Linked DNA regions of Mus musculus: all the other regions are linked to region 1. Evidence: chromatin contacts called from public HiChIP or PLAC-seq and promoter capture Hi-C data. All regions are on one chromosome and are shown on one strand. The core of a region is the stretch at or near the end of the contact, and the rest is flanking DNA. Distances in the headings are between cores, read along the strand shown. Region 1 holds the start of Dhx30 (DEAH (Asp-Glu-Ala-His) box polypeptide 30). Region 2 holds the start of Ccdc71 (coiled-coil domain containing 71). Region 3 holds the start of Lamb2 (laminin, beta 2). Region 4 holds the start of Qrich1 (glutamine-rich 1). Region 5 holds the start of Impdh2 (inosine monophosphate dehydrogenase 2). Region 6 holds the start of Arih2 (ariadne RBR E3 ubiquitin protein ligase 2). Region 7 holds the start of Prkar2a (protein kinase, cAMP dependent regulatory, type II alpha).

The links. Promoter capture Hi-C pulls out the DNA fragments that hold promoters and counts their contacts. HiChIP or PLAC-seq counts read pairs in DNA pulled down with a chosen protein or histone mark. Capture Hi-C pulls out chosen DNA fragments and counts their contacts.
Region 2: a promoter capture Hi-C map of pre-B cells shows a contact between it and region 1. The contact joins the promoter of Ccdc71 here to the promoter of Dhx30 in region 1. A contact is called at or near these places in 5 of 39 promoter capture datasets (the C10 cell line, embryonic stem cells, liver and 2 more), 1 of 115 datasets of contacts at active chromatin or transcription factors (astrocytes) and 1 of 9 other capture datasets (macrophages).
Region 3: a promoter capture Hi-C map of second pharyngeal arch cranial neural crest shows a contact between it and region 1. The contact joins the promoter of Lamb2 here to the promoter of Dhx30 in region 1. A contact is called at or near these places in 7 of 39 promoter capture datasets (cranial neural crest, embryonic stem cells, hippocampal neurons and 4 more), 1 of 115 datasets of contacts at active chromatin or transcription factors (embryonic stem cells) and 1 of 9 other capture datasets (macrophages).
Region 4: an H3K27ac HiChIP or PLAC-seq map of embryonic stem cells shows a contact between it and region 1, with 4 times the contacts expected there. The contact joins the promoter of Qrich1 here to the promoter of Dhx30 in region 1. A contact is called at or near these places in 8 of 39 promoter capture datasets (cranial neural crest, frontonasal cranial neural crest, liver and 4 more) and 3 of 115 datasets of contacts at active chromatin or transcription factors (astrocytes, embryonic forebrain and embryonic stem cells).
Region 5: a contact with region 1 is called in a promoter capture Hi-C map of hippocampal neurons, with 3 times the contacts expected there. The contact joins the promoter of Impdh2 here to the promoter of Dhx30 in region 1. A contact is called at or near these places in 4 of 39 promoter capture datasets (the C10 cell line, cranial neural crest, hippocampal neurons and 1 more), 1 of 484 Hi-C or Micro-C datasets (B cells), 1 of 115 datasets of contacts at active chromatin or transcription factors (large pre-B cells) and 1 of 9 other capture datasets (liver).
Region 6: a contact with region 1 is called in an H3K27ac HiChIP or PLAC-seq map of embryonic stem cells, with 5 times the contacts expected there. The contact joins the promoter of Arih2 here to the promoter of Dhx30 in region 1. A contact is called at or near these places in 3 of 39 promoter capture datasets (the C10 cell line, embryonic stem cells and hippocampal neurons), 1 of 484 Hi-C or Micro-C datasets (B cells), 3 of 115 datasets of contacts at active chromatin or transcription factors (embryonic stem cells and pro-B cells) and 3 of 9 other capture datasets (adipose tissue, liver and macrophages).
Region 7: a promoter capture Hi-C map of liver shows a contact between it and region 1, with 2.3 times the contacts expected there. The contact joins the promoter of Prkar2a here to the promoter of Dhx30 in region 1. A contact is called at or near these places in 5 of 39 promoter capture datasets (the 3T3-L1 cell line, the C10 cell line, cranial neural crest and 1 more), 2 of 115 datasets of contacts at active chromatin or transcription factors (astrocytes and microglia) and 2 of 9 other capture datasets (adipose tissue and liver).

Annotation. Positions count from the first base shown.
Region 1 is chr9:110,115,820-110,119,550 of GRCm38.p6, forward strand. Dhx30 (DEAH (Asp-Glu-Ala-His) box polypeptide 30) reads right to left here and starts at 1,797. Exons shown (of 23, transcript NM_001252682.1): 1 at 1,539-1,797. It also overlaps Gm10615.
Region 2 is chr9:108,458,732-108,462,462 of GRCm38.p6, forward strand. Ccdc71 (coiled-coil domain containing 71) reads left to right here and starts at 1,822. Exons shown (of 2, transcript NM_133744.5): 1 at 1,822-1,886. Gm51295 (predicted gene, 51295) reads left to right here and starts at 363; the gene lies at 363-429. It also overlaps a transcript of Klhdc8b not described here.
Region 3 is chr9:108,478,090-108,481,820 of GRCm38.p6, forward strand. It overlaps Lamb2 (laminin, beta 2), which reads left to right and starts at 1,773. Exons shown (of 33, transcript NM_008483.3): 1 at 1,773-1,885; 2 at 1,969-2,054; 3 at 2,189-2,361; 4 at 2,449-2,584; 5 at 2,667-2,740; 6 at 3,145-3,333; 7 at 3,415-3,478; 8 at 3,719-3,731. The coding sequence starts at 1,970.
Region 4 is chr9:108,515,128-108,518,858 of GRCm38.p6, forward strand. Qrich1 (glutamine-rich 1) reads left to right here and starts at 1,960. Exons shown (of 10, transcript NM_175143.5): 1 at 1,960-2,113. Qars (glutaminyl-tRNA synthetase) reads left to right here. Exons shown (of 24, transcript NM_133794.2): 23 at 1-105; 24 at 669-814. The coding sequence ends at 719.
Region 5 is chr9:108,558,425-108,562,155 of GRCm38.p6, forward strand. It overlaps Impdh2 (inosine monophosphate dehydrogenase 2), which reads left to right and starts at 2,012. Exons shown (of 14, transcript NM_011830.5): 1 at 2,012-2,207; 2 at 2,610-2,658; 3 at 3,173-3,274; 4 at 3,359-3,433. The coding sequence starts at 2,110. Qrich1 (glutamine-rich 1) reads left to right here. Exons shown (of 10, transcript NM_175143.5): 10 at 822-1,743. The coding sequence ends at 1,014.
Region 6 is chr9:108,647,748-108,651,478 of GRCm38.p6, forward strand. It overlaps Arih2 (ariadne RBR E3 ubiquitin protein ligase 2), which reads right to left and starts at 1,661. Exons shown (of 16, transcript NM_011790.5): 1 at 1,482-1,661.
Region 7 is chr9:108,690,342-108,694,072 of GRCm38.p6, forward strand. It overlaps Prkar2a (protein kinase, cAMP dependent regulatory, type II alpha), which reads left to right and starts at 1,802. Exons shown (of 11, transcript NM_008924.3): 1 at 1,802-2,371. The coding sequence starts at 2,116.

The DNA.
Region 1 (3,731 bases), core at 547-3,046:
GAACATTTTCTCCAAGCTCAGAGCAAAAGCCCCTTTGCTTTTCTAATCCCATAATGGCTATAATACCAATCTATCTAAAATGATACTTCCAGACTGGGAAAATTATACCCTCAAAATTCTCAAAAACATTTTTACAGTTTACAAAGAACGCCCATAGACTTGACCTCATGTAATCCCTGAAGCTAGCCTATGAAGAACATTCTCTCCCGGAGAAAGAAACTGAAGCACAGATATCTAATTTACCCAGGATCCCATAGCATCAGGACCGAATGAACTCTGACCCCATGGTTTACACGTTTCTATTACACGACTTTTCTTACATATCAACCTGTATTCTGCATATATCATGTTCATTTTTTGAAAGAATAAGTGGGGTCCAAAACTGGATAAAACTTTTTGGACTATAGCTTCATAAATTAAAATATTGAAAAGTTTGATCTTTGGGTGTCAGGTGGGGTACACCTACATAGAAACTTTGTCAAAGAATATATAAATGTAGAAGTAAAAAGCATTATCATAAATCTAAATAATAATATATAATAAAATCAGGAAAGAGTTCTCCTGCCTGGAAATGTCAGACTCTGAGATTTAAGTATAAATTATAAGATGTAGTCAAGAGGTGCATGGCACATGGCGCTGGGGTCACTGCATTCCAAGAAACCGTTGCAAGGAAAATCATTAGAAAAGGTGTAATTTTACTCTGGCCAGTAGGTTGCATCCAAAAACAAGTTGAGACCTTGCAGCTGGACGGCAGCAGTTTATTTGCTACCATGCATGGCGAACACCCATGAACTGGGGGTTGTAAGGTGAACAGTCTCTGCATTGGAAAGCCGCAATTAAAAGACCAATATTGCTTACACAAGGACTATCTAGAAAGCACATAGACGCTGTACTCTTGGCTTGAGGATTCTGAAGACCCCTGGGAACTCCACTTCACTGCAAACAAAGGACCCACCATGCATTAGGTCTTCCCCTGCAAAATGGGACAAGTCACTACCAGCAAACAAAGAACACCTCACCCCTTAGCCTCCCCCACTGACAAGGTCGGTGCAAAAGGAGGCAAACCAGAAGAGTCAAAAATGCACCAAGGCCTCCCTTTAGAGGAACGGTCCTGACCCGCACAGTGGGAGGAGGGGCAGACAAAGGTCTCGGGCACTCCGGAGACTTCCTCCGGGCCCAGCCTGGGGAAAACCGAGCATCCCCTGAGGCGAAGGCGTCGTCGAGCCAATGAAGCCGCCTCTCTCGGCCTCCGCTGAGCCCCTGGCAGTGAGGCCCGCCCCGGCGGACCGGTCTGGCCCCCGCCCCGCCCCGGCTCCATGGCAACGGCAGGCCGAGGCCTGGCTGCCCACGGCTCGGCCCGGCCGGCTTCCCGGGCAGGCCTAGGATGCCCGGCCTGCTCCTCGGGCTCGCCAGCTCCTCCTTCCCACTCTCTGCCAGGCCGCTAGCCGGACTCGGGACCCCTCCTCGCGCCGACCACCCCCGACCGTGTCAGGCTGCTTCAAGGGGCGCGAAAGGGTAGAATAAAAAGCCCAATTCACCTGTTGTTACAGATGTGAAACAAGCCTCGGTGCACGGCGCATGAGCCGCGGGCCCCCCCAACTACGGCCGGACTACAACTCCCACCAGCGACGGCGCGGTCTCTTCCGGGTCCCGAGGCGGAAGTCCCACCTGCGGCCCCGGCTCTGTTCGGCCTGGCTCTCTGTGCGGGCTGCCGCTGCCTTGGGGCTCGCGATGGGTTCGGCTGCCTAGGTTGTCTCTAGTGTTCCTCAGCCCACAGCGCGAGACAGTCAGTCTGCGCCTGCACCCGGGCACTGGCTGGAGGGAGCGCGGCTGTAGCCCCAGACACAGGCGGGACTTCCGGCGGAGCGGCCGGGGACGCGCGTGGCCTGTGCCGTGGGAGCCGGCGAGAGCCGGCGGGAGCTGGGGACGGGTGACCATCTCAGGCTCATCTCTCCATCCCCAGCCGCAGCTCTGTGTCCGTCGCGCCTTTTCTCTCCTGCGTCTCCCCTTGGTCTTCTGCACTTTTAGGGAGGTGAGCGATTTTGCCTCACAGAGACATAAACCAGGCAAAGGACAGGGTAGCGCTTGCTGCTGGCTTCGGGGGGTTGTGGTGAGGGACGACTGCGAGTCTAGGCCACATCGACACTCAGGAGCGAGGGGAGGGGGTTTGCCTGTTTGTCCTCTGAACAGAGTGAAGCATGGGTTCAATGAAATCCGCCGTCGATAAAGGAAACTCAGTGGCGTTGGGCAGTAGTTCACAGCTGGGAAGACAATATTTGAGGATGTGCCCTTTCGTGATATTTGGAGAACTAATACAATAGCTCGTAATTTAAAACAGACGAAGAAAATTCTATGTGCATGTGTGTGGTACCAAGTGACATGGCATCAGATCCTTGGAAGCTGGAGTTACAGGCTGTTGTCGGCCAGCTGTTATCTTAGGTTTTTTATTGCTGAGGTAAAAATACCACTTCTCACCTTATAGGTGACAACCTGCCACTGAGTAATGTCATATCAGGAATGGAAACAAAAGACATGGAGGAACCCTTGCTTACTGCCTCATGGCTGATACAACAGCCCCAGAATTTACTATCTCCCCAGGGGAGGCACCCTCCCAAAACCTCCACCCTGCCTAAAAGCCAGATTGGTGGGGGCAGTTTCTCAATTGTGGTTCTCTCTACCCAAATGACTATAGCTTGTGTCAAATCAACCAAAACACACACAACAACAAAACTACTAATCAGGCAAGTGTTCATAACCACTGAACCATATCTCCAGTCCGTTTTCCTATGCTATTTTTTGTGCAGCCATTTAAATGTATTGTTAGCTGTGTGCCACAGCACAGGTGACTTCAGCTGGTCCGAAGCTGGAGCAAGACAACTGGGAATTAGAAGCCAACCAGGATTGCATAGCAAGAAATGCTTCTAAACCTAGCATTCTGGAGACAGAGACATGCAGATCTCTGATCTGAAGAGTTCCAGGCCAGTCAGCGCAACATAGACCCTGTTTCAAATGAAGACGGAAAGAAAAGGAAGGAAGGAAAGTATACTAGTTGCTATTTTCCTGCTAGATTGCACAGAAGGCTAGGAGAAATGAAGGAGGTGAAACAAAGAATTGCTTCTTGAAAACAAAACATAGAAATCCCTGCAGTGCCCAACATGTTTGGTACATACTTGGAATCCCTATAGAAACAGGATCTTCAAGGCAAGCTTCATATAGACCAGTTTGAGTTATCCAAGACTGGATCTCGAACAGGCAAACAAATCCTTGTGCTGGTAATTTGAGAGACTGCTATTTATAGGCAGGTATGTAGACAATATGACCCTAGCCTCAGGAAGCCTAGTATCCTAGTAGAAAAGAGGAAAAGGGGGAGCCAAAGGAAAGAGATAAATACTAGAAAGGTGTGACGTGCTAGGGACACAAGAGAAGGCTTGCCCACTGCTGAGTGCTAAGAGTGTTGGTCGAGAAGTATGTCCTGAGACTACAATGGCTCACTATGGCCAACAGATTAAATAAATGTGTAGGCTTTTACAGAAAATAGATCAAAGTTTCTGAGTGTAGTACTGTGTGGATTAACCCCCATTTGCTACAAGTCTGAAGCCAGCCTGGGCTCCATTGAAAGACTGTCCCCACAATGAAGTAGAAAGTGGGTGCTGGAGAGATGGTTCAGCACTTAAGAGCACTTGCTCTTCTAGAAGACCCAAGTTCAATTCCTAGCATCCACATTGAAGCTA
Region 2 (3,731 bases), core at 572-3,071, 1.7 Mb before region 1:
ATGGAAGATGTCAAGTAGAGAGCAAGGGATGGACCATGGAAATGCCTCAGGTGTCTTCCCACCTCAACCTCGCTGCCTCAGGTTACGCCGATGTAGAGCCAGCAGCTGTCAAGAACCAGGTCAAGTGACAGCTGTGCTCTGATGAGAGTCCCACATCAGTTGTAACACCAAGGTGTATCCCCCTTTGATAGCTAGGTTCCCTCACTTTCACCGTTCCCTCAGTAGCCATAGAGAGAAGGAACAGAGAGAGAATGGACCCAGCCTTCTTGTCCTCCATTTTGCTCTGACCTCTGGGTTTGATAATGCAAGAGAGGAATCTCCTTCTAGGGCACATTTGGCCTGCTAGAGCACATCTGGCCTGCTACTATGCCTGGAAGGCACCAAGCTCTGCCTCTTGGCAGAAGTGGCTTCTGTTTGCATAGTTATGGCTCATCCTGGTGTAGGTCCATAAGGCCCTTTTTCTCTACCAAGAGAAATGACTGGAGGTACTGACCCCAGACTGCCCGCAGATTTTGTGGTTCCTCTTGGGTACTTGGCTACCCAGAAACTGTCAGGAGTCTCCTGTCGGTGCCAAAGCTCTGAGAAGTAAACAGGCATCAAGTGAGGCCTTGGGTATTGATGGGTGGTTGATACTTATCTTTAAAGATGACAGATCCCTCTACATAGGCTGGGAAACACAGAACAGCTAAGGATCTTTCAGTCGTACAAAAGAGGAAGAAGGCTAGTATCCAGCTCCCACATGAAGCACTTCAAACACCCTTGTCTACCTACCCCAAACTCTTAGACAGGTCCAGATGCCTTCACTCCCTCATCCATGAAACCAAAGCTTTCCTGATGCCTCCTAAACTGGACTAGGAAGCATCTGACAAGGGGGTCCTTTCCTTAAAGCTGTGAAGCCAGGCATGGCAGCACATGCCACCTTTGATCCCAGGAATCCAGGGCTATGTAGGGATACACTGTCTCCAAAAAGGACAAGGTTTGGAAAATATGCTGACTGTTCATCTGAGGTCTCAGATTCCTAGAGTTAGTTTTAACCTGTGTCCTCAAATACTGCTGAGGAGAGGGCTCTGTAACTAACCATCTTGTGTTGTCTACAGGACATAGGTAGGACTGAGTTTGCAATCTCTTTGCCAACAGAGCCAACGGATTCTGGGCACTGTAACGACTGAAAAGTGTTACTTTGTGCCATTCGAGGTGCTTTGGCTGAGCCAGATCTTGGCACTCCACTGTGTATACATACCTGAGCAAGTATATTCAGGCCCACATTGATGTACTGTGACTTACAGACTGGCCATCTACAGCCCCAGGCTGCTGTGTATTACTTGTGCCTACATGTATATACCAGCTTTTCATGCAGTGTGCCAGGGTTAAGCCCATTCTCAGGAGAGGAGCGCCTGCTACTCTTTCAGGAAGTACTTGTGTGGTGAAACAAGGGGACTTTCCTGAGATAATCCCTGTCAGGCACACTCTCTTCTGATCAGGTGCCAGAGAAAGAGTAAGGTCCTGGGGTGTAGAATAGCATAGAGCTTGCCAGGAGTCACTTTGACTCCTATATTACCAGGACATTTTAGAAAAGTGGTCCTTAGTCCAATCCTGACTGGGATCCTGTGACTTTTGCCTTCTATGTGCACAGGCTCCCATACTGGATCAGATAGGTTTGGACTTGTCACCTCCGAGGCCACCCCCTCCAGGCAGCCCTCCGAAGTACTCAACCTGCTCCGCCCCCAGACTTGGGGGGGGAGGGGAGAGTTCTAGGGGTCAAGGGTCACCAGGCGGGCTAGATCCCGGAAGCGGAAGCACGGTGTACTTCCGGCGCGCAGCAGGCGGCCATGTTGGAGCGGCGGAGGCGGCGCAGAGGTGCGTCCTGGGTCCCCGCGGCGGCGCCGGTAGGTTGGAGCCGCGGGCCTAGCGGTGGTGCGGAGTGGCTGCCCATGAGGCCACAGGGCGGCAGGGCGAAGGGACTGGGTGGCCGGCCCTTCCGGGATCCTCATTTTCCCAGGGCTTGGCCGAGACACCCCACCCCTACCCAGGACCCCACCCTGGGGGTTCTGAGGATCCTGTCGGGCGACCACTGCCCACCTTACACATTTCGCCGCCGCCGTAACCCCGACTCCCCGTCGCCGTTCAGGCCCCGGGGCCTCGGTCTCCCCGCCTGAGGGCCCCGATCTGCCCCTGATCCCAGTCCGCCCGATTAGTATGCCCGCCCCCAGTCTTCTGTCAACTTCCTGTGCTGGCCCCAAAGGAATGTGTGAAGGCAAAAGTCAGCCTGGCTGCAGCCTCTGTTTACAAAGCTTCTTGAGAGCCAAGAAGCACCCTCCCTCCCATGGGCTCAGAATGACCTAGGCAAAGAGCCCCTTGGTCCCCGCCCCGTAATATGAGCGCCGGAGGTTTGGGGTGGGAGGTAGGTCGTCCCCCTCTGTCCTACAGTTCATAGCCCACCCATTCAAAACATAAATAAATAAATAAATAAATAAATGAAAGCATTAACTTGGATTGTACTTGAAGAGCATCCTCTGGGGAGGGGAAGTGCCTCAGACACCTGAGGATCCAAGAATGTTTCCAAACAAAGAGCCCCAGGGCACTTTCTCCGGGGAGTCTGAGGACTGTGTGTCTGCTTCATTAGAGCTGTGCAGAGCGGCGGCACAGACGGGCTCCTAGACTCCAGGGACCTGTCTCATCCCAGCTGATCTTTTAACGCTCCGGTGCAGCTGGGGAATTTACCTTTTGACTCGGGAAGCCCTCAGATGCTGCGTTGGAGTGCTGGGTGTAACTTCTGAGTGACAGCCATGGCTTCCTTAAGGAAGCATAGGACGATTTGAGTGGTCCCAGACAGCTGCATCTGTTGGGACCACTAACATCTAAGGTCTGTTGCCTTTTAAGCGCTACGGCTTGGCCTACCTTCCTAGTTGGAATCTTTCCCTGTCCTTTGTCGTCAAACCTTGAACTCCTTGGTCTCGTTGCCTGGTCTCTTGCTTGCCTTAGAGATGTTTGCAACTGTCTTTTTTTTTTGGGCGGGTCTGTGTCTTATATTGGGTTTGAACTCCAAGACTAGAGCTAGGAATCAGGTCACTGAGTATCCTGTCTATAGACTCTGGTAAGGAGATGAGCCACCCCCTGCACTGGAACGTTGGCAGTTGGATGAACAGTGGTGGGGTGGACATCAGGTGGTGTAAGTCTGGGTCTTTGGGCCTATGTTCAAAGGCCTTAGTCTGTCTTCCTCAGCTACAGCCTGGCCTTCATCCATATGGTCCGTACTCTTCTTTACTTGATAGCCTCTGCAGGAGTTGCTACCCTTTTTGCTCCATTTGTACCTGCTCCTTTTTTGGTTGGCACGCAGACAGATAGGTAGATGTTACTGCTTCCAGGAGTCCTTCCCTAACCTATTAGAAGCTGGCTTGGAGAGCACCATCTGCTTCTAAGAACCTTTAATGGCAGCTGTGTCTTCACTTCCGGACTGGGTTCTTTGAGGACTGAGGTATTTGCTTATATTCCTGGGACTGAGTCTAGATATTTAGAACACCAGGAAAGAAAAGAATCAAAAGGAAACAGGCGTGGTAGTGCACAGTGTTGGGCAGCTGAGCAGCAGATCGTGTGCATCGACACGTTCCAGACCGGGAGCATAGCAAGCTCCCTGTCAAAGAGGAAAGAGTAGGATGTAGCTGAGCTCTTGGCGCGCGTTTGTGATCCTAACAGCTGGGAGGCTTCAGGAGGAGGAGTCTGAGTTTGAGGCC
Region 3 (3,731 bases), core at 523-3,022, 1.6 Mb before region 1:
GAAGGCAGAGGTGGGTGGTCTTGATGCTATTGAGGCGTACTCACAGGGCTGAACAGACTTTCCAGGGGAACGCTAGTAAGCTGGCGAGTGTTTCACAGTTGCCTGGGCACGCAGCTCAAGTGCTACAGTGTGCCTGGCATCCATGAATCCCAAGCCTTCATCCCCTGAATATCATGCACATGTCGGGGCACACACATCTCTTACTAAAGAAGAACCAGGAGGGGTGAGTTCAAGGTTAGCCCTAGAAACAGGAGATTCTGTCTCAGAAATAAAAAACAAAACGGACAGCTGGGCATGGTGGCGCACGCCTTTAATCCCAACACTGGGGAGGCAGAGGCAGGCAGATTTCTGAGTTCAAGGCCAGCCTGGTCTACAAAGTGAGTTCCAGGACAGCCAGGGCTATACAAAGAAACCCTGTCTCGAAATAAATAAATAAATAAATAAATAAATAACCCTGTCTCTAAATAAATAAATAAATAAATATGACTCTATGATGTCCCTCATTGGCCGTCTAACCTTGAGACTAGAACTATCATGTAACTCCCTCTAATGCCCTTAGCCCCATCCTGCCCCTTTATCGAGTGATCTAAAATTCTGACCTATCACCTCTAGCATACCAGAGCTTCCCTAGATTGCTCACAGGACTCCTCTAGGTGACAGGAGAGTCTACTCTAGTGACAGGGAAAATCAGCGGATTGACTGCCCCGCCCCCATCCTCCTTTGTGAGGCGGAAAGTTTCCTCTGAACTTTCAGCTTTCCCACAGGCGCCTGCAGCTTCCAGTAATCTTTGCTTGATCTCCAGCAGTCTGTTCATAGCGGTGGCACTCAAAGCAAGCCGTACGGACCTGAACCCACCCTCTTCCCGCCTGAAGTCCCAGGGGTCTGGGTGGGGCGCGCGCCTAGTGGGTGCGCGCATTCCAACCCTCCGCTCCCGGGCTGCCAGGCGACTGGAAAGTCCGGCGTGGATAAATAGTCACAAGATTCGGATTCACTTGTTGCTGGTGGTCCAGAGTCTGTCACCCAGAACCCATCCTCTGGGTAACTGAGTAGCCACAGCCCATTTTAATCAGGAAACAGGCAACCTTTCTCGCAACCCATTTGCTGGAGTGCTTATGGACGGTCGAGTTCCTCGGAGTTCTGTTTCAGGCAGTAGTGCGTGGCCTTTCCAGTATCTCCGAGAGCTCAGTCCTAGTCTATCCTTTGGGGCGTCCTAAACCTTTCCACAGGTACAATAGAATTCTAGCTTGCACCTTTCCCATCCATCTCCCGACTGATGCTGTAACCCTGGGAGCCCCGCGGCTGATTTGTGGTTTCCATAGTGACACCAGGACAAAGGCCATAAGCTCCTTCCATCTGCCTTCCTGATACACAAAGATCACAAACCTCTCGATTTACCTCTGCCACCCGCCAACTCCACGAGCCCTCTTCCTGTCCCCTGAATGCCATGCTTGCCAGCAACCCCTGGTTCACATCGGGACTTAAGGGATCCGATGAAGATATGTGGACCAGGATGCTCTGTCTTTGAGCAGCCTACTCTAATTTCTTTTTGGATGCTCCCTTTTAGTTCCTCGAACTAAGCTGCTTCTTTGCTAAGTACACATCTGCTAAATAAACTTCAGCTTAAAAAGAAAGTGGATGAAGTAACCAAAGTCTGGTTCTTAGGATGAGGGTTGTCTGCAGCGGGCAGGGGTATGGTAGGGGGTGGGGTGCTATCCTCAGTTATAATCCTATTTTAGATCCACTCCGTGTTTTACTTCCTTCCCTTGCTTTCCAACTTTACTCAAAGTCGTCAGAGTCTCTCAGATTGTGGAGGAGTGACTGCTAGGTCCGACCCTGGACAGATTGAGGGCCTGGAGGGACACCAGCCCAGTACCCACACGGTCGGGTCAGCATCAGCCCCAAGGGAGGTGGTGGGCTTTCGTCTGTGGACTCTTTATCTCTCTTTATCTCTATTTTACTTTTCTTCAGGATGGAGTGGGCCTCAGGAGAACCAGGGAGGGGCAGGCAGGGACAGCCTTTGCCATGGGAACTTCGCTTGGGCCTACTTCTAAGTGGTGAGGGGGCCTGGTGAGGCCTAAGGTTGTGGGATGTGATGGTAGGTCCAGGGGTGGCAGGCTGTTCCCAGGGGCCCAAGGGATGGGGCTAGTCACCAGGAGTCCTGCTGAGCTGATTGACCCACTGTCCTCAGTGCTGGCTGCCACATTGGCCCAGGCCCCGTCCTTGGATGTACCTGGCTGTTCTCGAGGAAGCTGCTATCCAGCCACCGGTGACCTGTTGGTGGGCCGTGCGGACAGACTGACGGCCTCATCCACGTGTGGCTTGCATAGCCCTCAACCCTACTGTATTGTCAGTCACCTGCAGGTGCTTCTGGGGCCCCAGAGGAGAGGGCTGGGTCAGGGTGGGGTCGGCCCCAGCTAAGGTACCTATCCTACACTCCACCCAATCCAGGACGAAAAGAAGTGTTTCCTGTGTGACTCCCGACGTCCCTTCTCTGCTCGAGACAACCCAAATAGTCATCGGATCCAGAATGTAGTCACCAGCTTTGCGCCACAACGCCGGACAGCCTGGTGGCAATCGGAGAACGGTGAGCCCCTGAGTAGGTCATCAGGATGACTAGGGCTTGTAACCAGTAACCGCAGAACCTTGACCCCCTATTCCTGCTGCAGGGGTTCCAATGGTCACCATCCAACTGGACCTGGAAGCTGAGTTTCATTTCACCCACCTCATTATGACGTTCAAGGTGCCTGCGCGTCAGCGAACCCGCCTGATTTTGCTTTGCTTCTCAGTACCCCCTAACAGAGTCCTAGCTCTACAACGAAGCTTCCCTGAGCTCCTGTGTTGTGCTCTATGTGTGAAGCATGGTCACGTCCTGCATGGCTTCCATAGTTGAACACCTCTGCACATGCTCTCTTGTGCCCCATTCCTAGGCTAAGTCAGATACAGTCTCTCTGGGTCTCGTGGTATTTTAACCTGCCTGTCAGAGGTGGCTGTCCTCCCTGGTCTGATCATGGTCTGGCTTTCCTAGTCTTTCCCATGTGTCTGAGATGCTCAGCAGTGATCATGACTAAGCAGAGCTCTCCGTAACCTAGGCTGGACTGAAGTCCTGGTTCCTGCTAGTCAGACATGTCCTCCTTCCCCATCCAGACGTTCCGGCCTGCTGCTATGCTGGTGGAGCGTTCTGCAGACTTTGGCCGCACCTGGCACGTGTACCGATATTTTTCCTATGACTGCGGGGCTGACTTCCCGGGAATCCCACTGGCCCCGCCACGTCGCTGGGATGATGTAGTGTGTGAGTCCCGCTACTCAGAAATCGAGCCGTCTACGGAAGGCGAGGTAAGGGCTGGGACCCAGCTAGTGGGGTCTGTGATGGACGTGAAGCGAGGTTCATTATCTGTGGACTTCTTGCCCTGCTAGGTCATCTATCGTGTGCTGGACCCTGCTATTCCTATCCCAGACCCCTACAGCTCACGGATTCAGAGTGAGTGTTCTACTATGGAGATTGGCACAGTCTCAGTGTCCGGATGGGGACTATTTGGGGCCTCAGTAACTATTTTAGGTGCTTCCTAGGGCAAATGCCAAGCCCAGTTTAGCTCTGGGAGCAATAGAAAAGAGGTCTCCCAAGGTGACCTTGGCAGCTGCAACCAATGGTGGCACTGGTGGGGACGAGGCAACAAGGGGCCACCTGCTTAGTTGGACGAGACCCTCTTCCCTTTCTTAGACCTGTTGAAGAT
Region 4 (3,731 bases), core at 710-3,209, 1.6 Mb before region 1:
GGAGCATTAGTGGACTGCTCTGTGGCTTTGGCAAAGCCCTTTGACAAGTTCCAGTTTGAGCGCCTTGGGTACTTCTCTGTGGATCCAGACAGCCATCAAGGACAGGTGCTTAATTTGACCCACCTATACCCTTCTGTGTACTGATGGTGGAAGCTGTTCACTGTGATAAACACTCTCCCTACATCCCCTTAGCATTCTCCAAATAAGTTGGGAGGGACATTCATTACTTTCCAGTTAAGTCCAAGCACAAAATTTTATAGGGCTCTAACTTTTTTTAAGATTTATTTTATTTTATGTTAGTATGCTGCTGCTGTCTTCAGACACACCAGAAGAGGGCATCAGATCCCATTACAGATGGTTGTGAGCCATCATGTTGTGAATTGAACTCAGAACCTCTGGAAGAGCAGTCGGTGCTCTCAACTGCTGAGCCACCTCTCCAGCCCCGGCCCTAACTTTTTTACTCTTCAAAGTAGCAGGCAAGCTTAGAGTTTGTCATAATCCTCATGAAACTAAGGCACAGCACAGGCATCTAGTCCTTTATCTGAAATTACAGAGTTATTGACAACCTTGGTACCTCACCTCCATGATACCTCACCTCCTAGGTGATGAAGGGGAAGTAAGAAGCCCGGTTCGGGGTTGTTGGTCATTTTTCTTCTACTGCCTTTCAGATTGTCTTCAACCGAACTGTCACACTAAAAGAAGACCCAGGCAAAATATGAACTGAATACATGTGGCCCTACCTCATCCTGGAGGCTGGGGGTGCCCTTCAGCACTCCACACTCCGTTTCAATAAAGAATAACTAAATCCCTCTGGCGTCTCTCTGTTGTCTGCCTTTCTAATATCTGAGGACCCTGGAGAAATAGTTTGTTAGCTGGCAGTGGTGGGTCTCATATGTCTTCTGGAAGAATGCACTTCCCCAGAAAAGAGCCAGCCACAAAGTCACTACTGCACTTGGTTCTCAAAGGCAGGTGCATGGCTGGAATTAGCTCAGCACTTACTATGATAAACCTGAGAACCCCAGAGATGCTGTTGCACAGTCACCAGTCCTATGGAGGGATCTAGGTTTGTGTCTTTGTGGCTAGAGATCAAGAGACACATGACCCCCCGTGTGATCATTTAGAAAAAAGCCCTGTCAACTATTTAAGCATAGTGAGATAAATCATGAATGCTGTTGTGGCCTTTCCAGTTTGGGGACCCCAGCAAACTCCCTGGATGTCTATACGGTGCTGAGATGAGATTCCTGGCTATGCTGGCCCTTGGATTGGACCCCGTCTCAGAAATTGACTTCTGAAGAATTTGAAGATTAGAGTTTGCTAGGACAGGAACAAGTGCAGAAGGCACTAAGGTTTGCCCCAGACTGAGGGCCCCCTGGGTTGCTGGGAGCTTCTGGTGAGGCTGTAGGTGAGTGCCTGCAGCTTTAAAGCCTTCCACATTTTCCCTGTATACAAACACTAGGCTACCCAAGGCCTGCTTTAAGGTGGACCTGACTGTGGCAAAGCGATCTCAGATGAGAGGTGGTGCTGGGGGTTCCTGAAGCTGTTTTCTCCCGTGCACTAACGCCCCGAGCGCTTCCCAGGCGCGGCACAATGGTTAAAGCTGCGCCCAGTTCAGGGGTTTGAAAGGGGGCCACCTTAACCACGAGGCCGAGCTAGGCCCGGCCCCGCCTCGCGTGGAACTGTGCAACTAGAGGAGGCGCTAGCGGGACACCGTAGGTGGCTTCAAAAAGCATGCTTTCAGACCCAGGGCAGGGGCAAAATACCCCTGGATGCTGAACCCCGGGCCTAAGCCCCGCCCCGCATGGAGGGGTGCCCATGGGCGTGGCGCTCCTTCCCACAACGAGGGGTACGCTCTCCACTCCAACCGGTTCCCTCTGTGGCTGCAGCGTTCCCTTTAAGCCTGGCAGGCAGCTCTCGCGGGATCCGACGCTCCGGTTCTCGCGAGAAGGGCCTTCGGCTCCCATTGGCCGTGAGGGCTGAATGTAAGATGGCGCCCAGGGAGCTGTGAGGAGAAAATCCTGTCGGTCTCGGAGCGGCGACGGCAGAACCGAGGCCCCGGGCGGTGAAGCGGGGCCGGCGGGTAGAACGGAGGCAGCGGCGGCGGTGACGTCGCCGGGTGAGGGCTCTGGTGAGGGCGGGGACGCAGCAAGGCTCTGGCTCGAAGGCGGCAGGCCCACCCTACACAACGGCGGGCGGGCGGGGGCGGGCGGGCCGCTGCCGCTGGGCCCAGGCGACCTCAGGGCGGCTTCAGAGCGGAGAACGTCCCTCGGCTCGCGAGCCTCCGCCCCACGGGTGGGGGAGGGGCGGGCCTGAGGGGCGGGTGGGCGCGGCGCACGGGGGCGCGCGGAGGCGCGCGCGCACGAGCGTGGCTTTTTTTTTTCTTTTTTTTTTTTTTCTCATTTTTCTGCGCGCGCGCGTGCGTTATCGTGCGCGCTGTGCGGTCCTCTCGTTGCGCGTAGCCGCCCGACGTGCGCGTCCCCGTTGGCTCTCAGCTGTGGCCCGTGGGCTAGAACGGCTTCCGGGGCGCGCGCCACCCCGCGACCCCCCGGTTTTGCGGCGCGCGCCCTGCTGTTGGTCGCTCACGCTGTCCGGAGTGCGCGCCGGACGCCCCTTCCAAGAGGAGGGCAGACGGGCGGGCGGGCGAGCGGCCTGGCGGACGACCGACCTGCCGACTGGGGAAGGTTGAGGGTTGGGCCCTTGTCCTCGTGACGTCCGGGGCAGCGGTGGCCTAGGTCTGCGGAGAAACATAGCGGCTTTGCGGTCTGGCTTGCGGCTCCGCTCCTCCGGGAGGCGGACAGGAGTGCTCGTACTAACTGAAGAATGCTGTTACTTAAGCGAGGCCCAAGGACTGGGTGGGTGCTTGGGGAGGGTGCTGCTCTGCTTGGGAAACCGAGTCCTGCTGGCCGGAGAGGGCATTGGGTCCCCATGGGTTTCCTCACCTTGTACTGGTGCTTTGTGCTGAGGAGAGAAGGTTACCATTACCAGGCCCCGCTTTTCTTCCATTAGAACCGATTCTTCCATAAGCGCAGTTGATACACGTCACCTCTGTGCGCTCCGGAAAGAGATCCTCCTCTGTATATGGTATCAAACTCTCGGAGCTCTAAAATTCCGCTTTAAATCCTCACTTAAATGCAGCCTCCCCCCCCCCTTTTTTTTTTCCACCTCCGCGTGGGTGGGAGGGGCTTGCCTTTCTGTTCTTGATAAGGGCTGTTTCTTAACCTTGATTAACTTGATCAATGCTTTGCCGGTTTTTTTCTTTGTAATTTCTAAAATGTCCAGCAAAAATTTCTAAAATCTGCCTGTCACTATAAAAACTATGTAACTGAAGTTCTTCTCAGCTTTTTTTTTTCTTTCCACATTTTGTTTCAGTGCTGTGATCTTCTATCTAGGAAATTCTAGGTTTGTGATGGAGAAATACACAGCTCTTTTTTTCTAAGACAAAACATCTGCTAGTTTATTTTTACAATTTTGTTACATTAAGCCTGAGGAAAAGCAAGCTAAAAGGATTTTTATTCCTTTTAGTAGCAACCAAACTTTGATAGTAATGACTTTTTTTTAATATACTGTATTTTTTTAAGAACAAAGTTAAAACTTAAAAAGAGGCTGAGGATGGAAGGAACTTCTTTGTTCTATCTTCTTCAGAATGTTAGAAGTCTTAAGAACTCAGGACAAGCAGCAGACATACATGCAACATGGTGACTGGTGAGTTAAAAATCATTCATACGCTGGAAGTA
Region 5 (3,731 bases), core at 762-3,261, 1.6 Mb before region 1:
GGGAAGGGAATAGCCCAAGAGGGCAAGAGAGAAGCAAGAGCAGCTTTTTTCTTTTAAAATCACACGGTGGACATTGTCACTGGCTCAAAGTTTATTGCTGGTGCCATCAGCATAGGGGTGTTGGGGTTCCTTTAGGTTTCTGATTGTATTCTTGTCATAGCAGGTTGGTACATCCTCTTCCTATCAATGTCAGAACAGCTTTTGTGGCTATGGGTCTTTGTACTTTCATTAGAATAAAACCTTCAGTGAGTTCGTCACTCTTCTATAAGTGATGAACAATTTCCCAATGCACTTGCATTGCTATTTCATGTCTGCTGCTTGAAAAGCCCATAACCATACTTTACATCCAAGAGTTTTCCCTTTTCTGGACATTACTAGCAGCTCCAATAAAGCATATTTAGATCGCCTACCTTTGTCCTCAGCTATTTCCTCTGTCGCTCTTACCTAGTATCAGTTCTTACATATTTTTATAACATGTCAGGAACCCTGCCCACTTAATTAACATCTGTACCTAATATAAAGCTGACACATGTTCCTTAAATTTTGAGTGGATGAGGGAATGGCTGTGAGACTGTTGGAGCACGCTGAGTACTGAAGAGGTACTGAGTACTGAAGAGGTACTGAGCCCAGAGAAGGTGGTTATTGGCCTTTGCTGCTGAGTTAAAAACAATGTGGGTAAACAGCTGGAGCTAGGTCTTCTAGATGCTTATCTGCTGCCAATGGGATATAGATAGATTTAAGTAGTTCAACCTGAAATTGTTTGGGAGGCTCAAACAGGAAGGGTTAGAATTATGCTATTACTTACTGAAATTCTTCTTCAGCCCTCAGAGTGTGAAAGGCCGAAATGACACCTTTTACCTGACACCTGAGCCAGTTGTAGCTCCCAACAGCCCAATCTGGTACTCAGTCCAGCCTATCAGCAGAGAACAGATGGGACAGATGCTGACCCGGATCCTGGTTATACGAGAAATCCAAGAAGCCATTGCCGTGGCCAATGCAACCACCATGCACTGAGGTGCCTCAGCTATAGGAAAAAAGATCCAGGAAAAACCAGACAGACTTTCACACTAAAGGAGAGGCCTCCACATTTTTTTTTAATTTGTAGTTATGATGCTTTTCAGGCTACTTCTGTTCAAAATGTAAAAGACGATATTGCCCTCTTTGCATCTTCATAAAATGGGCAGACCCCTGGTTCATAGGGATCTGGGTTTTCTGAGAACCTGGTGTCCTAGGAAGTGGTTGGCTTTTTCTTTTCTCTTTTTTTCTTTTGTCTGGGGCGTGGGGAAAGGAACTTGGACTGTATGGAGAGATACAGACCCTTCCCTTCCTCAGGGAAGATGGAGCTGCTGATGCATCAGCCTGTCACTCGGAATCGGCAAACTTTACTGACCACTCAGAGCCACATTTGTTTTTTGTTTTTTGTTTTTTTTTTTTGTAATGCTCAGACATAAACTTAACATCTTGATGGAAGAAGAATAAGGGGAACTTCAATTATGATTTTTATCCAGACAATTTCTATTACACCCTTCTTTATGACAAGTGACATAAAAGTTAAAGTAAAAACTTTACCATGCGCTTTTTTTTTTTTTTGGCCTAACATTGAGGCCTTAAAAATGAGGCTCCTGTGCCTGATGGAATTCTTGTAACATACACTTGTGTATCATATAAAGATACCACTCTTTCTCTTATGTATTCTTATTCTAGTTGTTTATTAAGAATGACAAGCACGTCTTTTCAACAAGCTACTGGAGAACGTGTCTTTATTTGGGGGAGGAGCTCTGCGGGGGCGGGGGAGTGGAAACAAAACTTAATTGAATGGGCCTGGATCCTGCTGTGGTGGGATGCGGGGAGGGGTGGGACAGGAAACAGGCCTTTGGCCTTGGGCCTGTGAGCTCGATAAGCACGTGGTTACCCAGCTCTGCCAGCTCCGCCTCTATACGGGGCGTGGCCCTCAGTACGCACGCCCTACGCCTGGCGTCATCGACGCACGCAACGTGTGACGGAATAATCTAGTTTATATTGGCGCGGTCCGGACGGCAGAGGCCTCTGCGGCGCGGTCCTCGGAGCGGCGCGGTTCTCGGAGCCACGCGTCTGTCTTCCTCCGTGGTCATGGCGGACTACCTGATTAGCGGAGGCACCTCTTACGTGCCGGACGACGGGCTCACAGCGCAGCAGCTCTTCAACTGCGGGGACGGCCTCACCTACAAGTGCGGGTCTAGGGCACCCATCGGGGCGAGGCGAGGGGCCGCACGCTGGCGAGAAGGCCGGATGAGGGAGGGCTTCATTGAAACTGGTGGGAGCGGATGGGGAACAGAATCCGGGAATTCCTTATCGCCGAAGACTAACTTCGACATATGTGAAGCAGGGGCAGGGGTTTAGAGGGTGATTTCAATAGTATTTAATACTTGAGTCGTGAGACACAGTTCTCTGGATATGTGGAATATGTTAGCGTGCACTAATGACACCTCGGTGGCATCCACCCAGTGACATTTTGCCTGTGTCACACTTGCTGGTACAACTCCCTGCTCAAGAGTTTTATGGGATGATATATGGAGTTGAAGTTTCTTGGTGTCACAAGCCTGAGAGACCTGCTTATTTCCCTCCTACAGTGATTTTCTCATTCTTCCTGGGTATATCGACTTCACTGCAGATCAGGTGGTGAGTAATAAGGCACTGGATTTTTGGTTTGGGGGGTTCCTTTTTTTTTTTTTTTTTTTTCTGAGACAGGGTTTCTCTGTATAGCCCTGGCTGTCCTGGAACTCACTCTGTAGACCAGGCTGGCCTTGAACTCAGAAATCCGCCTGCCTCTGCCTCCCAAGTGCTGGGATTAAAGGCGTGCGCTACTTCTGCCTGGCTCTATTTTGTTTTTGAGACAGCCTGCCTACATTACTTTGGCTGTTCCAGAAGTGGTTTTGTTGACCCTAATTATTAGTGTCAACGCTCAGTCTTGTTTCTGAGTGGGTACTGTTATTACAGTAGGCATGTGCCCCTGTACCCACTCTAGGAACTGGATTGGTAAATATCTAGGAGGGGTAAGATGCTGCTGTTCGTTACTGTGAGCTTACTGCACCAGGCTAGGCTTTGTGGTGAACATGGCAGCTCACCCAGGGCTCCTGGGATGGACCCTGAGGAATAAGCTGTATTTTCCTTTGCTGGTCCTTTTTCTCCTCAGGACTTGACGTCTGCTCTAACTAAGAAGATTACACTAAAGACCCCATTGGTTTCCTCACCCATGGACACTGTCACAGAGGCTGGAATGGCCATCGCGATGGCGGTAAGGCTTGAGCGCCATGGGTGCCATCTTATAGCCAAAGATTGTGTTTCTGTTTTATCACTTACTTGTGTGTTCGTCTTGTAGCTTACAGGAGGTATTGGTTTCATCCACCACAACTGCACACCTGAATTCCAGGCCAATGAAGTTCGGAAAGTGAAGGTTAGAAGGCCAAGCATCATGGCCAAGAGTTGCTGGGAATTAGAGGCGTGGGGTGGAAGTGGAGGGTTTGTTTTGCTAAGCGTCCTTTCTCCTGCTGTGAGCTTCAGCTACTGAGGAGGAAGACCCAAGACCCCATTTCTTAGCTAGAGCACGCACGGTGCTTCCAGACCCCCTATGTCCATGTTTGAGCATTTCATTTCATTTGTTTCCGTGGCTCTGCTATACAGGACACTTAGGCATGGACCTCATCCTTTAGAACAGGGGCCTGATGACAGTGATATCAAAGATACAGTGACCT
Region 6 (3,731 bases), core at 411-2,910, 1.5 Mb before region 1:
CAAAAGTGGGAGACACTGGCTGGGCGTGGTGGCGCACGCCTTTAATCCCAGCACTTGGGAGGCAGAGGCAGGTGAATTTCTGAGTTTGAGGCCAGCCTGGTCTACAGAGTGAGTTCCAGGACAGCCAGGGCTATACAGAGAAACCCTGTCTCAAAAAAAAAAAAAAAAAAAGTGGGAGACACTGTCTCAAAATAAAGCACGCAAGAAAACTGAATCCTGACTTTGTTCAAAGGGCCAATGTGTTATTTTCTTAATGTCAAAGTATTCAAGATGTTAAATATGACTATCTCAGAGAGAAATGGTACAAAATTAGTACTTTTTCCAAGAGTTAAAGTCATCTTCAAAAAAACCTGCCACTCATTTTGAGCTGGTTTCCAAGACATGGCCACATACAAAAGGATAAAGACCTTTTAGTTTGAAGTTGACAGGAACACAAAAAAATTGGCTAGTCGCACAGATGTTTAACTCCAGTTGTAACACTTGGCCCTCAGTAGTCATTTATTAACTACATTTCGAAGAAAACTTCTTGGCTGAAAAATATGAATCAGCAACTTGTTTAAAAACTCAGCAGCATCCCGGGCGTGGTAGTGCAAGCCTTCAATGCCAGCACTTGAGAGGCAGAAGCAGGTGAGTTCGAGTTCGGCCCAGTCTACACAGTGAGTTCCTTGACAGCCATGACTATGTAGACACTGTCTAAAAACAACCAACTCGACACCGCATCTGTCCTAATAATGGCAGGTAGCCGCCGATTACATGGAGTTATTGAAAGTTAGTTTACTTTTAAAAAGTCAAATGTAGTTTCTCAGATATACTAACTACATACATGTCAACACGAAAGCCGTGTGTGGCTTAATGGCTACCATACTGAACAGCAAAGGTCTAGAACGTGTTCGTCGCCGACAGAAAGTTCTACGAGACAGAGTAACAAACAGAAGAACTAAGGCGAGCTCGTCCGAGAACACCACCGCCTCTCTTGAGGCTAGACCAGTGGCGTCGGGCGTGACCGGTCGCACGTCTCTGCGAGGCGCCCCGGTCTTCGCGCGGACACGGAACCCACGCGCGGGGAGGCCCTTTCCCAGGACGGGCGTTAACAAACAGTGCGGCTGGCGCTGCCAAAGCTCCCAACCACCAGAGAAACGGGGAGCCTCCGAGGCGGTGCGTTCGCCTGGAGCGCCCAGAAGGGCAGGCCCGAGCGCACCCGAGCCTCGCGGGCCAGAGGCCCTGGCCTCCGACCTCTCGGGGAGCTAAAGAGCCAACGAGGAAGAGGAACCCAGGAGAGACGCCAGGCACCCGCCGGCGCGGGCTGTCGCCTCCGGGAGTGCCTATCAGTCGGCGGGGAACGTCGGGACCTGGGACGGCCCGGCCTCGCAAGCGGCGGCGAAGGCGGAGCCCGGACCGCGCCGGCGAAACGCGCGGGGATCCCCCCCCTCCCGGCGGCCAGTCAAGAGTAAACAAGGCCTCGACTCCCGCCGCGCACTTACCGGGAGCCGCGACCTCGCGGCCGCAGAGCCCAGGCCGGCCGGACCAGGTCAAGCCAGACCAAACCAGGCTGACGGAGGCGTAGCGGCAGCGGAGGCAGCCGGCGGACGCGGCTCAGGCCCGCGCAGCTTCCTCCGGCAGAGCCGTCCCCCGCAGCTCCGGAAGTGTTCTGCGCCGCGCGTCACTTCCGGTAGGGGTCGACCTGCGGTCGCCCTGGAGGCTCCCAGGCTTCTGACGACTGCGTAGTCGGTTGGAATCGCTTCCTCACCATCCTCTAGCGAGAGCCCCTGGGAGGAACTACTGAGCGTTCGCTTTTGAAGGAATGATGTAGGAATTTGTTTCCTGCGTTATAGCCTACCAGTGTCTTTATTCGATAGTTAGTTTTAGGTTTTCTTGCGTGTATTTTGTGTGTGTCGCACGGCTCGCGTGCAGAAGAGGTCAGAGGACAATTTTCCGGGAGCAGTTTTTCTCCTTCCACCATGTGGGTTTCGAGGATCAAACACTTGTCAGGCGTGGCAGTAAGCGCTTTTTACCCACTGAGCCATCAGACCCTTAGATGAGGTATTTTTAGCTTTTTTTTTTTTTTTTTCCCCTGACCAGACGTCTACCCACTTCACTGTTTATACTCTGACGAACAGCGTGAGAAGACATTCTGGCAACACTGGAGTAGGTTAAAAAGATCATAGTTTCCGGGCAACTATGGTTTGACATGAGCCATACTCGGAATTTCTACGTACGTTAGGAGGAAGTTCTGGCCCATGAGCAATCAGACTTTAGTTTCTCATGACACTATCCCCCTAGCCACCCACTTCTCCGACTTCCACTCACCTTCACGACGGGTATTTTTTGTTTGGTGTGGTTATATTTAGAAGCAACTCACTATATAGCCAAGGCTGGTTTGCCTTGCTAGATTACCAGACCCAGAGATTCATACATCGTAAGTGTTTCGCTGCACAACTTCTACCCACGATATAGACTGCATTAGGACTCCAGTCACCAAGTTCTGGTCACCAAGCCTTGTTGTGGACTGATAGGAGGCTCGCTCAAGTAGCAACTCCATCGAGATGTTAATTACTGGAGTGAAGCCAGAGGCACTGTGAGGTAAATCAATGTTCGTGCAAATCTGTAGATAACCTAGTTCTACCTTTTCTGGAGTGTATGTATTGGTATTCAAGACACCCGGAAAAGTGAGGCAGAAAGAAAAAAGACCGTGTAATAGCCTCTTTTATGTAATTCTTGGAAAAAATATAACTGAAGAGACTTGGGAGTTGGCTGGGCCATTAAGAGCTCTTGCTGTTCTCTCCAGAAACCTGAGGTCCTTGCCCACTATTGATAATGTCCAGGGGATCCGAAGCCCTCTTTGAACCTCTTCCGGCACACACATACTTGTAAACAGAAAATTAAAAAAAAAATTTTTTTTTCTTTTTTGAGAAAAGTTCTCACTATATATCCCTGGATAACCTGAAGCTCTGTACAGACCTAAAACTTACAAACTCACATGTGTGCAGCCACACAATCTACTTAAAATATCTACAAATTTGGGTCATGAATCAAAATCAGGGGTAATCAAATGTTGAAAGTCGCTAGAACAAGAATAGCACTTGGGGTGCAAAGGCTAGGGGAATCATTGAAAGTTCCAGGCCTCGGGAGGCAGAGGCAGGTGGATTTCTGAGTTCAAGGCCAGCCTGGTCTACAGAATGAGTTCCAGGACAGCCAGGACTGCACAGAGAAAAAAAAAAAAAAAAAAAAAGAAAGTAAGTTCCAGGCCAACCTGGTCTACATACTAAGTGCCAGGCTGCCCAACAAGGCAGCCAGAGGTACATGATCAGTAATTATCTTTAACAACAACAAAAAAAGTAGCTGGGCAGTGGTGACACACGCCTTTAATCCCAGCACTTGGGAGACAGAGGCAGGCAGATTTCTGAGTTTGAGGCCAGCCTGGTCTACAGAGTGAGTTCTAGGACATCCAGGGCTATACAGAGAAACCCTGTCTCAAAAAACAAAAAACAAAAAAACAAAACAAAAAAACTGTGCCACTTGCTTTTACAGAGAAGATTCACGTCAATTGATAAAATGTCTTCATTAAATTGGCCTGTAACGAAGACATTTTCTTGATTAATGATTGATGTAGGAGGATCCAGCCCACTATCAACAGTGCCATCTCTGGATGGGTGGTCCTGGCAGTAAAAGATTGGAAACTAAAGCTAGGCAGTGGTGGCACATGCCTTTAATCCTAGCACTTAGGAGGTAGA
Region 7 (3,731 bases), core at 552-3,051, 1.4 Mb before region 1:
CACAAGCTTGGCTGTAGGGTTGCTTGCAGAGAGGCAATTCCCTTGGTAATATGGTGCAGTGGTGGGGGGGGTCACATCTAGGTTTTTTGGATTGTAATGGCAAGATTTGAATCCTGGAAAACTTTTAAGAGTTGGCTAGACTGGGCCGTGGTGGTGCACATCTAATCCCAGCACTCAGGAGACAGATCTCTGAGTTCAAGGTCAACCTGCTCTAAAAAGTGAGTTCCAGAACAGCCAGGACTACACAGAGAAATCCTGTTTTGAAAAACCAAACCAACAACCTCTCCCCTCCTCCCATACCCCCCCAAAAAGAGCCAGTCTGCTCAAGAGAAGACCCATCTCCACTGTGTTGCTTTGCTTTTTTGTTTTTGATTTGAGATAGTTTCATGTAACCCAGGCTAGACTTGAATTATGTAGCAGCTTTGAAAGAAATGATACATATTATGAGACTGAAGTCAGGAGAGCAGTTTCTGCTTCTTTTGTTGCTGAAATGTATCATTTGTTCCTTCTTCATTCATTCATTCATTCATTCAGTCTTCACAAGTATGCTGTCAGTGCCTCCAGCCAGCATGCTGGATACTGCTTCGCCGCCACTCAACATACATTCAGGGACACATAGCTGTTTGTAGTCTCAGGTCTACCTAGCTTACAGCCTGGACTGGCCCCTACATTGAGTACCTCAGTAAGGTGTTCCCCTGTCACCATACACAGCTCAGTTCCCAGCAGCCTGAGGTTTTGGGTTTGTGCCAGGCCTTTATGGGCGGTGCTAGTGGAGATCTTAATTAATACTGGTTAATTACCAGGTGGTGCTTAACAATCCCAATACCCTTCAGGTTCCCAAGCTCACGAGTTGCTGGCTGGTTCCGGCAGGGAGAGGGAGAACAGTATTCTCGCTGGCTCTTTGGCCAGCACCTAGGCTGGATATTCCAGAAAGGTCTGTAACTTCTTTTGTTCAAGTTTGGTGACAGGAGGAAACAAGTTGAGGAACAGCAGGTGCCTCTCTAGTTCACCTCTGCCCTCTTCCCAAAGGCAAAAGACAACACGGTCTGTGGTCTGCTCAACTTCACCAAGTAGTGTGGCCCAGGGTTGAGTGGGGAGGAAGGAGGACTCTAAGTCTAGGCCTGAAGACCAAGATGGAAGTGTCCAAAAGGAGGAACAAGCCCCGAGGTCTGTCCAGCTCCTGGCATTATTCTGCTTTCTTACTGCCCACAATCGGCTGAGCGAGCTCTTTCAGGGTTATTTCTCTGCTTGAGGCTCACAAGTGACTATCTCACTGAAACTTTTACTTCCTACAAAGCCTTCCCCCTTTGACATCTCACGACGTCATATTAGACTCCTTAGGACCTCAGGCAGTCAGGCACGCATCGTTCTACCTGTCAGTCAAGGTGGTTCTTCTGACTTGACTAGGTCTTTGTTCCTGTTGTACAGGACTTTCCTCCAGATCGTTCTCTGGGCAAACCTGCTCAGTACTTTAGGCTTAGCATTAATGTCGTTCCCTAGAGTAAGCCCTCTGGCCCTCCACTAGAGCAGGGGTCAAGGTGAGGTGGTCCTGTGTCACTTCAGTGACCCTGGCACTCCTTTAAGAGGCTCGCAGCATGCTCCGAAAGCATGAGTGAAAGGTTTTTGTGACCAGGCGAGACGCACTAACCAGCCCGCCTCGCAGCCGGGCCACTCTTTCCTCATCTCCGGGGCCTCCCGCACCTTGACCATGGGCTGCTCCGAGAGCGGGAGGCTCAGCGGCGCACGCGCACTCTGGGCCAGCTCCTGGCCGGGGACGCGCACGCCCGCGGCCGCGTGCGTCACAACCCGGGCGCCTGCCGCGCCCGTCCAGCTTGCCTGCCCGGCGGTCCCCGCGGCGGCGGCGGCGCGGCGGCGGCAGCGGCGGCGGCTGCGGCCGGGTGACAACAGCAGCGGCGCCAGGCTGGCTTGCTAGCGGAAGGGTCGCGCGGCCCGCACAACAAACTCAGACCCGGCCAGAATAAGGCGCGACGCGAGGAAGGCCGAGACGGGCCGCGCGGGAGACCGCGGGCGCGGAGTGACAGGCCGGCGTGAGGGAGCGCGCAGGTTGCAGCCGCCGGCCGCCCGGACCCGCCGGGCCCCTCGGACGTCGCAGGCATGAGCCACATCCAGATCCCCGCGGGGCTCACGGAGCTGCTGCAGGGCTACACCGTGGAGGTGCTTCGGCAGCAGCCGCCCGACCTCGTCGACTTCGCGGTGGAGTACTTCACACGCCTGCGCGAGGCCCGCCGCCAGGAATCAGACACGTTCATCGTCTCCCCGACGACCTTTCACACGCAGGAGTCCAGCGCAGTCCCCGTCATCGAGGAGGACGGGGAGAGTGACTCGGACTCGGAAGATGCCGATCTGGAAGGTAGGCGGGCGGGGCAAGGCCGAGGTGCGATGTGGGCACCGAGTGAAGGGTTCAGGGAGGGACCCGAGGGCCGACCAGGGGTGCCCTGGGCTCGGCTCCCGGCCTTACCCTGGGCCGAGACCCGAGAGCTCTCCAGCCCAGCTGCTTGGGTTCCCCGGCGTGTGAGCATTCCAAATTGAGCTCCGCGGTTCTCTGAGCCCGAGCGTTCACGGAGAGTGATTTGTCAGATTCTGCCTTGAATGAAGCGTGCGCGTTCTTTGGTCCGCGTGGTGGCGCGGAGCTTGAGTCGGTCCCGCCAGAAGCTGCTCTGCCTCTTTGCCTTAGACCCCATAGCCTGCTTGCTTTCCGAAGACAAGAGCACCAGCACCCGGCAGCTCGCCCCGAATAAACCGGATGATCATTTCATTTGCAAAGAATTCCGTTTTGGAAGAGTTATTGCTGAAAACTGTTGGAGACGAGGCCGATCGCCTTGATTAAGCAGGAACTCAGTAGGTAGTTCAAGCTGACCTCGAACTTGGGGTCAACTATCTACCTCTGCCTCAATGAAAACCTTATAAGCATACACATAAGAGGAACGATGAGCTGAGCCCCTCCCTAAATGCTGTCACTCACATTCAGTAGCTGAACCTCCTCCCCCAATACTGCCTGCCGCTCACATTCAACAGTTATCAATATTTTCACTATTGTTTTACCTATATATATATTTCCTCTCTCCCTTTGCTCAAGTATGTAAAGGAAATTTCAGTTATGCCATTTTATTCGTGTCCAGTTAATTATGCGTTCCTCCTTCTCTTCCTCCTCCTCCTCCTCCAAGTTTCGATATGGTTAAAACAATTGAATCAAACTGGCGAGCATAATCAATACCTCGATTCCAGTGTTGATTGCAGGGAAGTATACAAGTAACATTCTACTCATTTGATTTAAGTAAGACTGTCAAAGAGCAATTTTATTTCCTCGGTTGCTTCCACTTATGCTTTATTAACATAATAGAGTTAGCCTGCTTTAATTGTTTTAATTTTAATTAATCCCCCCCCCCTTTTTTTTGAGACAAAGTCTCACTGTGTAGCCTTGGATGATGTAGACCAAATTGGCTTTGACCTCATGAGATCTGCCTGCCTCTGCCTCCTGAGTAGTGCTGGGATTAAAAATGGGCAATCTATGCCCAACACCGGCAGATTTATTTTTCTTTATGTGTTTGTCTATCTGCCTCATGTATATGCATACTATATTAGGCAGCTCTCAGGCCAAAAGAGGATACAGATGGTTGAAAGCCACCATGTAGGTGCTGGGAATTAAAACAGCATTCCTTAGAAGAGCAGCCTGTGGCTTTAAGCACTGAGCCATCTCACTAGCCCTTTTA